Regions from separate parts of the Mus musculus genome. Here region 1 is linked to region 2. Evidence: chromatin contacts called from public promoter capture Hi-C data. All regions are on one chromosome and are shown on one strand. Each heading gives the region's core, a stretch centred on a gene start, on an enhancer-like site or on the middle of the called end of the contact. The rest is flanking DNA. Distances are from core to core; before and after follow the strand shown.

Evidence for each region. Promoter capture Hi-C pulls out the DNA fragments that hold promoters and counts their contacts.
Region 1: a promoter capture Hi-C map of stem cell-derived epiblast-like cells shows a contact between it and region 2, with 2.1 times the contacts expected there. The contact joins the promoter of Chrna4 here to the enhancer-like site in region 2. A contact is called at or near these places in 6 of 39 promoter capture datasets (the 3T3-L1 cell line, 3T3-L1-derived adipocytes, the HPC-7 cell line and 3 more) and 1 of 9 other capture datasets (liver).

The regions. Positions count from the first base shown.
Region 1 is chr2:181,037,206-181,042,505 of GRCm38.p6, reverse strand. Chrna4 (cholinergic receptor, nicotinic, alpha polypeptide 4) reads left to right here and starts at 3,329. Exons shown (of 6, transcript NM_015730.5): 1 at 3,329-3,514; 2 at 4,936-5,087. The coding sequence starts at 3,433.
Region 2 is chr2:180,853,222-180,858,088 of GRCm38.p6, reverse strand. It overlaps Gm14344 (a long non-coding RNA gene), which reads right to left. Exons shown (of 2, transcript XR_375444.3): 2 at 2,828-3,417. Among named protein-coding and RNA genes, the nearest start is that of Gm14342, 10 kb to the right of the region's middle. Within about 2 kb of position 2,613, at least 49 of the 459 cell types and tissues checked have an H3K27ac peak or open chromatin away from gene starts, as enhancers often do. A contact at or near this core is called in stem cell-derived epiblast-like cells, where this site is marked.

The DNA of each region.
Region 1 (5,300 bases), core at 2,080-4,579, 180 kb before region 2:
AGCAGGATCCTGGAAGAGAAGTGACAGAGCCAGGGAGGGAGGCATGTTCAGGGTTTGTTCTACCCCCACCCTCAGGAGACTCTGGCCTCAGGGTCACCCTAACCTTCTTCTGGGGTAGTCTATAGACTTGTAAATTGGGCTTTTCTTGCCTAGTGCCCTCAGTAAGAGCTTCACTTGGCTCCAGGATTCCCAGGGTCCCCAGCAGTGGTTTCTAGTCAGCAGGTGGGGCAGGAGGGGGCCTACAAATTAATGAGTGAGACTGATTAATCTGCTGCATTAGCAAATCCGCAGGGAAAGTCAACCAGCCAGGCAGATGTGTGTGAGCCAGTGCACGTGGTGCACAGGGCTGTGTCAGCAATGCCCTGAGGGTGGAGCCGACCCCCCACCTGGCCTTTTGCTCAACGAGAGACTGCCCGAGAGAGACTGCCCGCTGGTGCGAGCCACTGTCCCAGACTGCTCAACCTGGAAGGCTGGGCACAAAGCCTGTCTCTAGAAGCTGTGAAGATAAACAGGCAACAGAGCTGAGCTGCCCCCAAGAAACTCTGAGTTCCTCCTGACTCAGTCAGAAGCCAGGGTCTGATTCAGATTTGGTCTGAAGATTCCTACATCTGAGTTGTCTGGAAAGGGCTGAAGGAAATCACAGATCTGCAGTTACACCAACAGACTCAGATAGCGGGGGCCAAACCCTGTACACTAACATCCCCAGGTACAAGTGGACTCCCCAGCATCTATACTTTTGGAAGCCTCCGCGGGCTCACCCAGCTCACCACCCCTTTCCCAATCTCTGACTCCCTCTGAAACTGTGGGAAAGACTCAGGATGGAGAAAGCAAAGCGGCTTTACCCAGAAGGAGGTTTTGATTTGCATGGGGCAGGAGTCAGGACCCTCATCCCCGAACTAAGAAATAGATATCACTCAGGTGGTGAGAAGCCTTAGTCTGAGTACCTTTCTCCACAGCCATATCTGAATGACAGCACCTAACCAGAGTTCCAGGGAAGCTGGAAGAAACGCCAAGGGACCTGGATCATGGTTGGCCACTTCTATATATTTAAGAGGATCTAACACTGTGTAGTCCAGGCTGACCTCAAACTCACTATGTAACCCAGCCTTACTTTGAACCTGTGGCAGTCCTTCTGTCTCTGAGTACTGGAATTATAGGCACACACCACTCTGCATCTATCCTTGGCTTCTGGTATTAATAGAAGATAGAGCTGACTGTGTACACTGTCCTTGCTCTGTGCTAATATGAAGCAGAGGTGTCACATCAAGATGGCTGTAGACCCAGGTCCAGCTGCAGTTTTCCCATGTGGGACCTGTTGGCCTCACTGCTCTCCCCAGATCCCTCGGGGTCCACCATGCTAAGCCTTACACAGGCTTGCTTTCTGCCCCACAGGCAGTGCTCAGCCACAGGCTGATTTGTTCATCCAAGCCTACAAGTGTGCTTAGGAATACCTGGCTAGTGCAGGAATGGACTAACACATACATGAAGCGTGGAGCCATGGTCTGACTCTTTGGGGGACAGAGGTGGATGAGGACAAGCTAATCGGGGGGACTAGCCCTAGTGGTGAGCGTGGAAAGAGCAGAGGTCTACTGAGAAAGCCAAGCTTTCCCTTGGCTCCTGGAAAGTCTCCAGGCAGAAAGGGAACGGCTACCCAAAGAACATTCTTCGCATGAGGTCAGGGTGCCTACTCTAAAGCTCGATAGCCTGTTTTAGGATCCCACTACTGAATGTGTGATCATGAGCAAGTTGCTTAAATCTTCTTGCACCCACCTGGGAAGGCATAGGTAAAAGAATTAGCCTTTGAGGGTACTGTGGGAGTCTGGCATACCAACACACCCTCAGTGTTTGGGCCAGCATCTAGGAGGGCACAGGAGGAGAACAATGGCCACTGCGAAGGTGATCTGCCCTGGAGGAGAGTATTTGAGAAGTCCTATTGTAGGCTTTGCTTACAGAGCGTAGGCAGATGGCTCCTGTGACCTGGAGGAGTCTGAAGGTTCCAGAGCAGGTATGTGACATATGTATTCACTGTAGGCCAGCAGGCAAGAGAGCTAGGTACACTACTGTTGGAGGGGCATACAGAGGAGGGGGGTGGAGCAAGGTAGGGAGATGGGAAAGAGGAGGGTAGGCATGGGAGCCCTGTACTGTTGGGGTTGGGGGGTCGGTACGGAAGGTCAAAGGGACAGTCAACCTCAGAGCCACCATGTCTGGGAACAGAGAGGTATGTGCTATAGGGACAGGGACAGCACTTTCTTGCCTTCAACTTCAGGATTGTCTCCATCTTGGGGCTTGGAGTCAACGGCAGAGTCTCTGGGACAAGGCATGGTTGGGATCTGGCTTTTGGTGTTGGACAGGGTTTCTTTCTTCTTGGGAACCCGTTGTCTCTCCTTCCATCACCTGCTGCTTAGATGCCCCCTCCCTCTCGCACCTCCCCCCCAGCCTCCCCCCCGCCCCCCCGCGTGCCACCAAAGCACTCTAGGAACCAAAGTACTCGAGCACCTTCTCCTTAGTGGCATCCCTCAGGACCATCCCTAGCACCCTACAGCTTGTCTCCAAGCACCTCTCCTCTCTGGCCAGTAGCTCGCTGCCCACAGAGCTGGGGTAGGGAACTGCTTTCATGCTGACAGTTTACCGAGAAGGCAGGGGCAGAGAATCTGCACGCTTAAAAAGGACAAAGATGGACCTTGGTCCCTAGCTGGCCCTGCGAAGGTCTGGATACCAGGTTCTTCTCACTAAAAAGGTGACACGGGGCCTGGGCGTCACAGGATGATTCTTGGACTTGCGGTGCAGGAGGAGGGCGGAAGGCTGATGGGGAGTGGGTTCTTTCCTCTCAGGGTTGGGCTAAGGAAGGAGACTTGTTATTTCTAAAATGCAAACAGTCACGCCAAGGAGGGGTGAAGTGATGGAGTTAGCCAGTGCCCAACAGGGCGCCCTCCTCGCGCGCACAGTCCCTGAATGCGCACCCGCAGTCTTCACGCTGCCGGCAGGGTTAGGGCTGGAGACCAGGGTTAGGGGCTCATTTCCAAAAGGCGCCGAGATGACTGGAATGACCACGGAGTCCCCAGCCCCTCCCGGCATGTCGGGAGCCTCAGGAGGACAAGGAAACTTTACCCCCACAAGGGGCAGAGCACGGCCTCCACATACCCTCGGGGCCCGGTCCGCCCCCTCCTCCCGCTCTCTCCCTCCTCCCTTCAGTCCCTCCCCCTCCTCCCCTCTCGCCGGCGGCTGGAGGCTGCAGGTCCGGGCGGGGCCGCGCCGCGGAGCCCACAACCTCGAGCTCCCGCCCCGCCGCCGCACCCCGCGGGACGAGCTGCGGAGCCCGGTTTGGGGACGAGCGGCCGCGACACGGGGCATGAAGTTGGGTGCGCGCGGGTCTCGGAGCGGAGGCGCGGTACTGCCGGGAGCCGCCCTCGTCTAGAGCCCGTTCTGTGAGCCATGGAGATCGGGGGCTCCGGGGCGCCGCCGCCGCTGCTGCTCCTGCCGCTCCTGCTGCTCTTAGGGACCGGCCTCTTGCCTGGTAAGTTTCGAAACGCGAAACGGGCCTTTTTCTCCCGGGTCCTGGCACCTAGGACTCCGGGGCTAGGGGAGAGGAGGCCCGGGGCTGCGGTTCCAAGCCGCGGGTGCGAGCAACGGGATAGCCACAGAGACTCCTCCACCCACTACAGCTTCGATGTCCTGCAGTGCTAGCTGAGCCAGAGAGGAAGGAATCAGCCTCCAAGTGCTGGGAGAGGGGGTTTGAGTAAAGGCGGGGGGGGGGGTGGTCTGACTGCATTTCGGAGCTGGAATCAGAACCTCCAAGTAGGATAGAGGTGGAGTCCACCTAGGAGGGAGGTTCCATCCAGCCAAATCTCGCCTTCAGACCGCCCCCATGTCTGTCCCTGTTTTCAGGGATCTACCCCTACCACCCCCCGGAGTTCCACCCTACCCTTTCTGCTCCCCCAGGCTTCCTCCACCTCTCTTCCTCTGAGCGGACACCTTTCACTCTAACCCGTGATGGGGCTTCCTGCAGTTATTTAATCCTGGCCTTCCCACTGAGCAGAGGGGTTATGCCTTACTGGTCGGTTCAAGACACCAGGAAGAATGAGGTTGAGGTGGGGAGGCTGGGGGGGGGGGGACTCTAGGAGTCCTCTCCTAAGGAGTTCCCATGTCTCTCAGGTGAGCAAGAGCCAGTAGACAGCAGAGGCTCCCCTCTTTCTTCCCAACCCCCTCTTTTGATGCAGCAACCCAGCAAATGGAGGTAGGGAGGCCCCCTAGCCACGTAGGGGGCCAATGGAGAGGACACAGATGGGCTGCTGGCTGGTGGAATGAGGGGGCACCCTCTTCATGAAGCAGTGTGGCGCTTATCCATGGAATCTTATATCCGTCTATGAACACAAGGTCCTGGCAGCCCCGAGGCTCTGCGTTCATTGTCAGGCTGTACCCTAGAAGCCCAGGCAGCAGGACCACTCCTGTGGACAGAGGCTCAAGCTCCTGCAGCCATGAGATGTGGTGCACAGTCCTCTTTCATTCACCACCACCACCCATCCTAGCTGCCCCATACACCTTCTGCCACCCAGCCCCACCCCCCAACCCCTGCTGTCCCTTTACATCCTTTGTCTCTGCCGGTCACTGGAGATAGGGCACTTCCATCCAAAGTGATTGTCTGCAGGGGAGCTCTACCCCATTAATTCAGTGTTCACTATGTCAGTTGTCTTGTTTTCCTGGTGGAGTGCAGGAGGGCCTGATCCATTCATTCTTGGGGCCCTGGAAAGGCTTCCTTGAGGGGAGGAGTGGAGGTGCGGGGGGGGGGGGGGGACGACGACGACAAGGCAGCATGCCCAGGGGCCTGAGGTGGAAGAGAAATCAGAAGGAAGGGCTGTGATGGCATGGGGTCTGGTGTGGGGCTAGAGCAGCAGCTTCTGTGGTCACCTGTCCTTAAACTTTCTGCCTCCCCCACAGCTAGCAGCCACATAGAGACCCGGGCCCATGCGGAGGAGCGGCTCCTGAAGAGACTCTTCTCTGGCTACAACAAGTGGTCTCGGCCAGTAGCCAATATCTCAGATGTGGTCCTTGTCCGCTTTGGCTTGTCGATTGCTCAGCTCATTGATGTGGTAGGTATGGGGATGCCCTGGTGTTACATAGGACAATGGGGTCACCCTGCTGGAGTTATCACACTGAGACTCCATGTGGCTGGGTTCAACCAAGGTTGCCAGCAAAATGTCATCCTGAGCCTCAGCAGGTGCTCAGCACCGGGGAAGGGAGGTGAGCACTGTAGCTCTGGACCTGTTCACAGGAAAGCTAGTGGCCATGCTTCCTAAAGTAAC
Region 2 (4,867 bases), core at 1,364-3,863:
GATCTAGAGTTCACCAAGTCTGCTCACCTCCCCCCCCCCCCCCCCCAGCCAGGACTTCCCAGGCTCCATGACTGTGAGGAGTGAATTCCTCTTCTTTGCATCTCTGTGTCCTCTGCAGAATAGAAAGGAGAGCCCCTCTGTCTATGAGAAAGGTCAAGCTGGGGCACTATCCACTAGGGTTCTGAAAGTTTCCACTGACTTGATTAATCCCCTCACCAGCCCAGTTCACCGAGGCCCATGAACTTTAGACAGGCTCTGGAGAGAAGAGTCAAGCAGGTCCTCTGGGCTCACTTATGAATGGTCACCTTCAGCATTAGGTTTGAGCCAGGGAGGAAGGGCTATGGACAGTCTCACCATCCCTCCAGGCCCTCGCCCTGCGCTTCTCAGGAGAATCACCTGAGTCGCTTCTCAGGAGAATCACCACCAGTGGTGGTAGATTAGAGATTTTCATAGTTTTTCTACAAAGGCAAGCTGTATCTATACCTGTCCTCAGGACTGTGCGAAAGGTACAGAAGGCTAGAGACTCTGCTATGAGCCCTAAGCACAAATCCTTCCTCCCTGGGCAAAACCATGGTGTGGGGTCCTCTACAGTGTTGCCAAGTGGCACAAAAGGACACGTGCCAGAAACAAAGGGCCCAGGGAGTAGATGTCGGCAACAATGAGGGAGCAGCCTCCCACTTGGCAGAGAAGAAAAACAAATGTGCCTGAGAGCGTGCAGGGCATTCTGACATCTAGCCTCACCCCTCCTACATCCTATCCTTGGTCTGTGTGCCGCCATGCAGCCTGGCATTCATAAGGAACTGCCGCACAGTGCTAACCCTACGGGTACACTTGCCAACACACGCAGAGGCTCGAACTATGGAGGAAGGAGCCAAAGGACCAACCTAGTGTAAGGCTGCCAATACTCCAGCCAGTGTAATCTGCAGCTCCCTCCCTGCCCCCCCAAGTCTGGATTCATGGAGAGGGCCCAGAGCCCACACTTTGCTCAGTGTTTTGGTGGTACCTTTATTTGAGTGCACTTAGAAAAATATTTAAATGAGGATACAGACCCTATATGTTGTAGCACAAGCAGCCCTAAGCTGTCTGGGTGGTGGCTTATCCATAGTTAAGACCAGTTGGGCTCAGAAAAGGCTGGAAGGCTTGTGTGTTAGTAGCCAGCATGGTTGTACTGGCCACAGAGATCCTGCCTACTGGTGTGTGCTAAGGTCAATTCTCACCCCAGTTAGGCTCTCACTCCTGAGCATGCACGGTTCTGGCGATGTGTCCCTCATCAGTGTCCTTGGAGTAGAAATCAGTAGGTTTCTATGGAGTTATGTGAAGGTGTCTAAATGCATACATGTGAGCTTACGTGCGGGTGTCTGAGTCCACACATATGAAGATGTGAAGGTGCCTGAGTGCACGTGTGAGCATGAGTACATGTAAATGCACATGTAAGCATGGGTGTGTAAGTGTATAAGCATGCAGAGGCCACTGTGCATGAGTGTTCACACAAACCCCAGCAGACCCTTTATCCTCCTCTTTGCCTCTCTTTAGGGCATAGAAGACACAGCTTGGAAGGGGCAGTGTTGACAAGGATCAAAGTGTCCCACGCATTCTCAGGAAGCGAGAATGCGTGGGACACGTGGTTAATGCACAAGTGGGGCTCCAGGCTCCTTGAAGGACAAGCAGACAAAGCCTTTTTATGCCTGAGAGCCCCACTGATGTGCACTGGAAGGAGAAGGCATTTGTCACCCATTGTCACGTGGCAGGGTCATATACTACTCTTCAACAGAGGGCAGAACCGAACGAAGCATTGCTTGATATAAATTAGGCTTAACTACCAGGTACATCTTTAAACTCTGGTTGCTATTCACATTGCAGCCCAGATGAGTCTGTGAAGCTTGTGGGTGGAGATGCTGCACAGCATCAGCATTGATCCACTGGAGTGCTTCTCTAGGGATTGGAGGGGGCTTCCCAAGGCCAGCCATTCCTGCCCCATGTGGTCTACATGGGACCAGCCACAGGCCAGGCTTAGTTTCCCTTTCTGCTTGGATCTCTAACCAGACCCTCCTCCTGTAGTGCTAAACAAATTGCTTTCTTGATGCCAGTAAGCATCTTTGTAAAGAATGGTATTGAGCCCCAGGAGGGAAAGTGCTCTCCAAGTACATCCAGACAGCTGTGGCCTTGACCACTAACCCTGAGATTTGAGTCTAAGAATGTCATGCAAGGCTTTAGTCATCCCAAAATAAGCACACATCTGGGAGCTATGGTGCTTAGGACTGTCATGGTGGTCTTCTGTTCCTTGTGTAGCTCTGGGCATACCTTGTCCCAGATGTGAACTCCTGTTCATGGCTAACATCTTTCAATACTGTTGCATGATACTTGCTTTGCATGTTTTGTAAAACAACAACCTCTGGGTTTGTTTTTCCAAAATACAAAATAAAGATGGAGGAATGAAGATACAGAGGAACCTTGAAACTACAGCCTGCAACCCCTACCTAAGGTACAGGTTCTGTTATATCTGAGCTGCTGTGACCTGCAGCTAGCCTCTCTTGCTATATAGGCAGGAGCTCCTGCTGGCTGGCCTCTGTTCACCCTGAGTATCCTGGGAGGGAGGATGAGGGTGATAACTAGCTTGTATGGGAGGAGGGGTCCTCAATTTGCATTTCAATGGTTTCTCATTAATCCACCTGCATGCACATGAGTGTGAGCTTGCGCGCGCATGAGCACACACACACACACACACACACACACACACACACACACACACACGAACACATACACTCCATTTCTATGCTGTGCAAGGCATAATTTCAGCAGCTTCAGAAATAAAAGGGGACAAAGGGTATTGTTCTTCCCAATCTACAGATGTTTACTCTGCCCCCCTCTATTTCCACTTCTGTCTAGTCAGTGACGACATAAACATGGCGTGTCTCCTCGGTGTCTCCAAAGGGCTTTGTTTTCTGGGACAGGAGCCTATTATGATGTCACGCGGCGGGACAGTAATGACGCCCCCGTGAGACAATGGGGAGACCTATTGTGAGGCAGGCAAAGGAGGAGGCTTCGAAGAAGGAGGGGGAGCAGGATCTTTTGGAGGAGAAAGAAAGAAAGAAAGAAAGAAAGGCTGGGGGTAGGCAAAGTAGCCCACTGACCACATGCTTGGTGGCAGGGGGTTATTGAGGGAGGAGGTGGGCTGAAAGACAGGACATCAGCAGCCTTTGGCTCCTCCTCTTGAGACAGGGTGTCAGGTGGGGATTCGTGCTGCACAGCTGCTCCCGGCACCCCGGGAATCCACTCAGCAGGTGGGGTGGAGACGGGGCTGGATGGAGACATACAGCAGCCGCATAGGCAGGCATGCGGCAGTCTTTTGTGGAGACTTTGAGGAGACTCCAGGATGATCGTAATAAGAGATCTTTTCTTTGTGGGTGCAGAAACAATCTGAAAAGGAAAAAAAGAAAAAGAAAGAAAGAATGAAAAGAAACTTTCGCATAAGACCAAAGCCTTGCAAGAGGAAGAGGGCCACATGCTGTGTGGTACAGAATAGGGTATGGATTAGCTCCTACCACAAGCCAGTGAGAAGAGGAGAAGAGGCACCAGTCAGCAGGAAGAACAAGAGAAGAGAAGATGGAGAATCAGGCAGCTGGGTAGAAACTTACAGAGACCCAAAATAACCTGCAGCACTAGTGCAGAAATCTTAGGCTTTTTTTTTTTTTTTTTTTTAAATATCTGAGAGAATATACAGAAAGCAATGAAGGAAAGAACAGGATCGGGAATACCATTTACAATGTCACTCAGATATACAGCGTAGAGCTAATACAACAAACAGTACATCAGTGGAAAATACCAGCAGCACCCACCCCCCGCAAAAAAAAAAAGGCAGCAAAAAAATCTGGGTATAAAGGCGAGAGATTATACTGTGGTCAGACTTAATTGTAGATGGAAATCAATAGCAAAAGCCCAATGAGTAATGATATAATTGGGGAACAGGTTTATGATGGCTATTCTTGAGTCTACAATCCAGGGCACACCTGAGAGAAATATTCTGTCTGGTCTTAAGTGGGTGAATCCAGTTCTAGTCCAGACCTTTGAGATAAGAAGACATATCTGATCCAGATCTTGAGTCCGGAAGACGCACCTTTAATCTGAGCCACACCTTCAGCTGGAAGCCTACAAAAGGACAAGGAAAAGACAGCTTCTGCTTTTTGCCTGCTTGCCCTTGCCTTGCTGACACGCCCGCTCTTTCCCTCAAATTGGAGCCTACTTTCTCTGGATTCCAGTGCGTACAGAAGATCAACAACTACTAGATTTTTGAACTCTCTCTTCACAGCTAGCGATTGTTGGATTAGTTGGACTGCAGCCTGTAAATCATTCTAATCGATTGCCTTTATATCTATTTACTAGAACATTATGTATACATGTATACACATTCATTTCATATACATATTTATTAATCCTGACTAATGCAGGGAAGTAAGATATATACAGGCGACAGATACTTTGAAAACCTATTTTTTAAGTGACTGTTAGACTGTGGAGAGTAGCTGGACATCCTGGAGGACCAGATGAATATTCACACCAGTGGGTGGACAGAGATGCTATGAAGGCATAGTGATTGAGAATCTAAGGACTCCTGAGGATGGATTAGACAGGTAGAAATGGAGAGGGACATTCAGGCGATCAGGAGTATGCCTGAGAACACGGAGGAGGACCCAAAGCCCCCATGCTATAGTCTCAGAGGAAAGGATAGCCTCCACGGTGTTGGTCCCATGTGGGAACAAATTAAACTGAACTATTCAACCCCCACCCAATCATCTTTAGGGATTTGATTCAGTCAAATATGACCGTGAATCCAAAGCACCCAAAGATGATGTGGAAGGTCTTCTCCTCA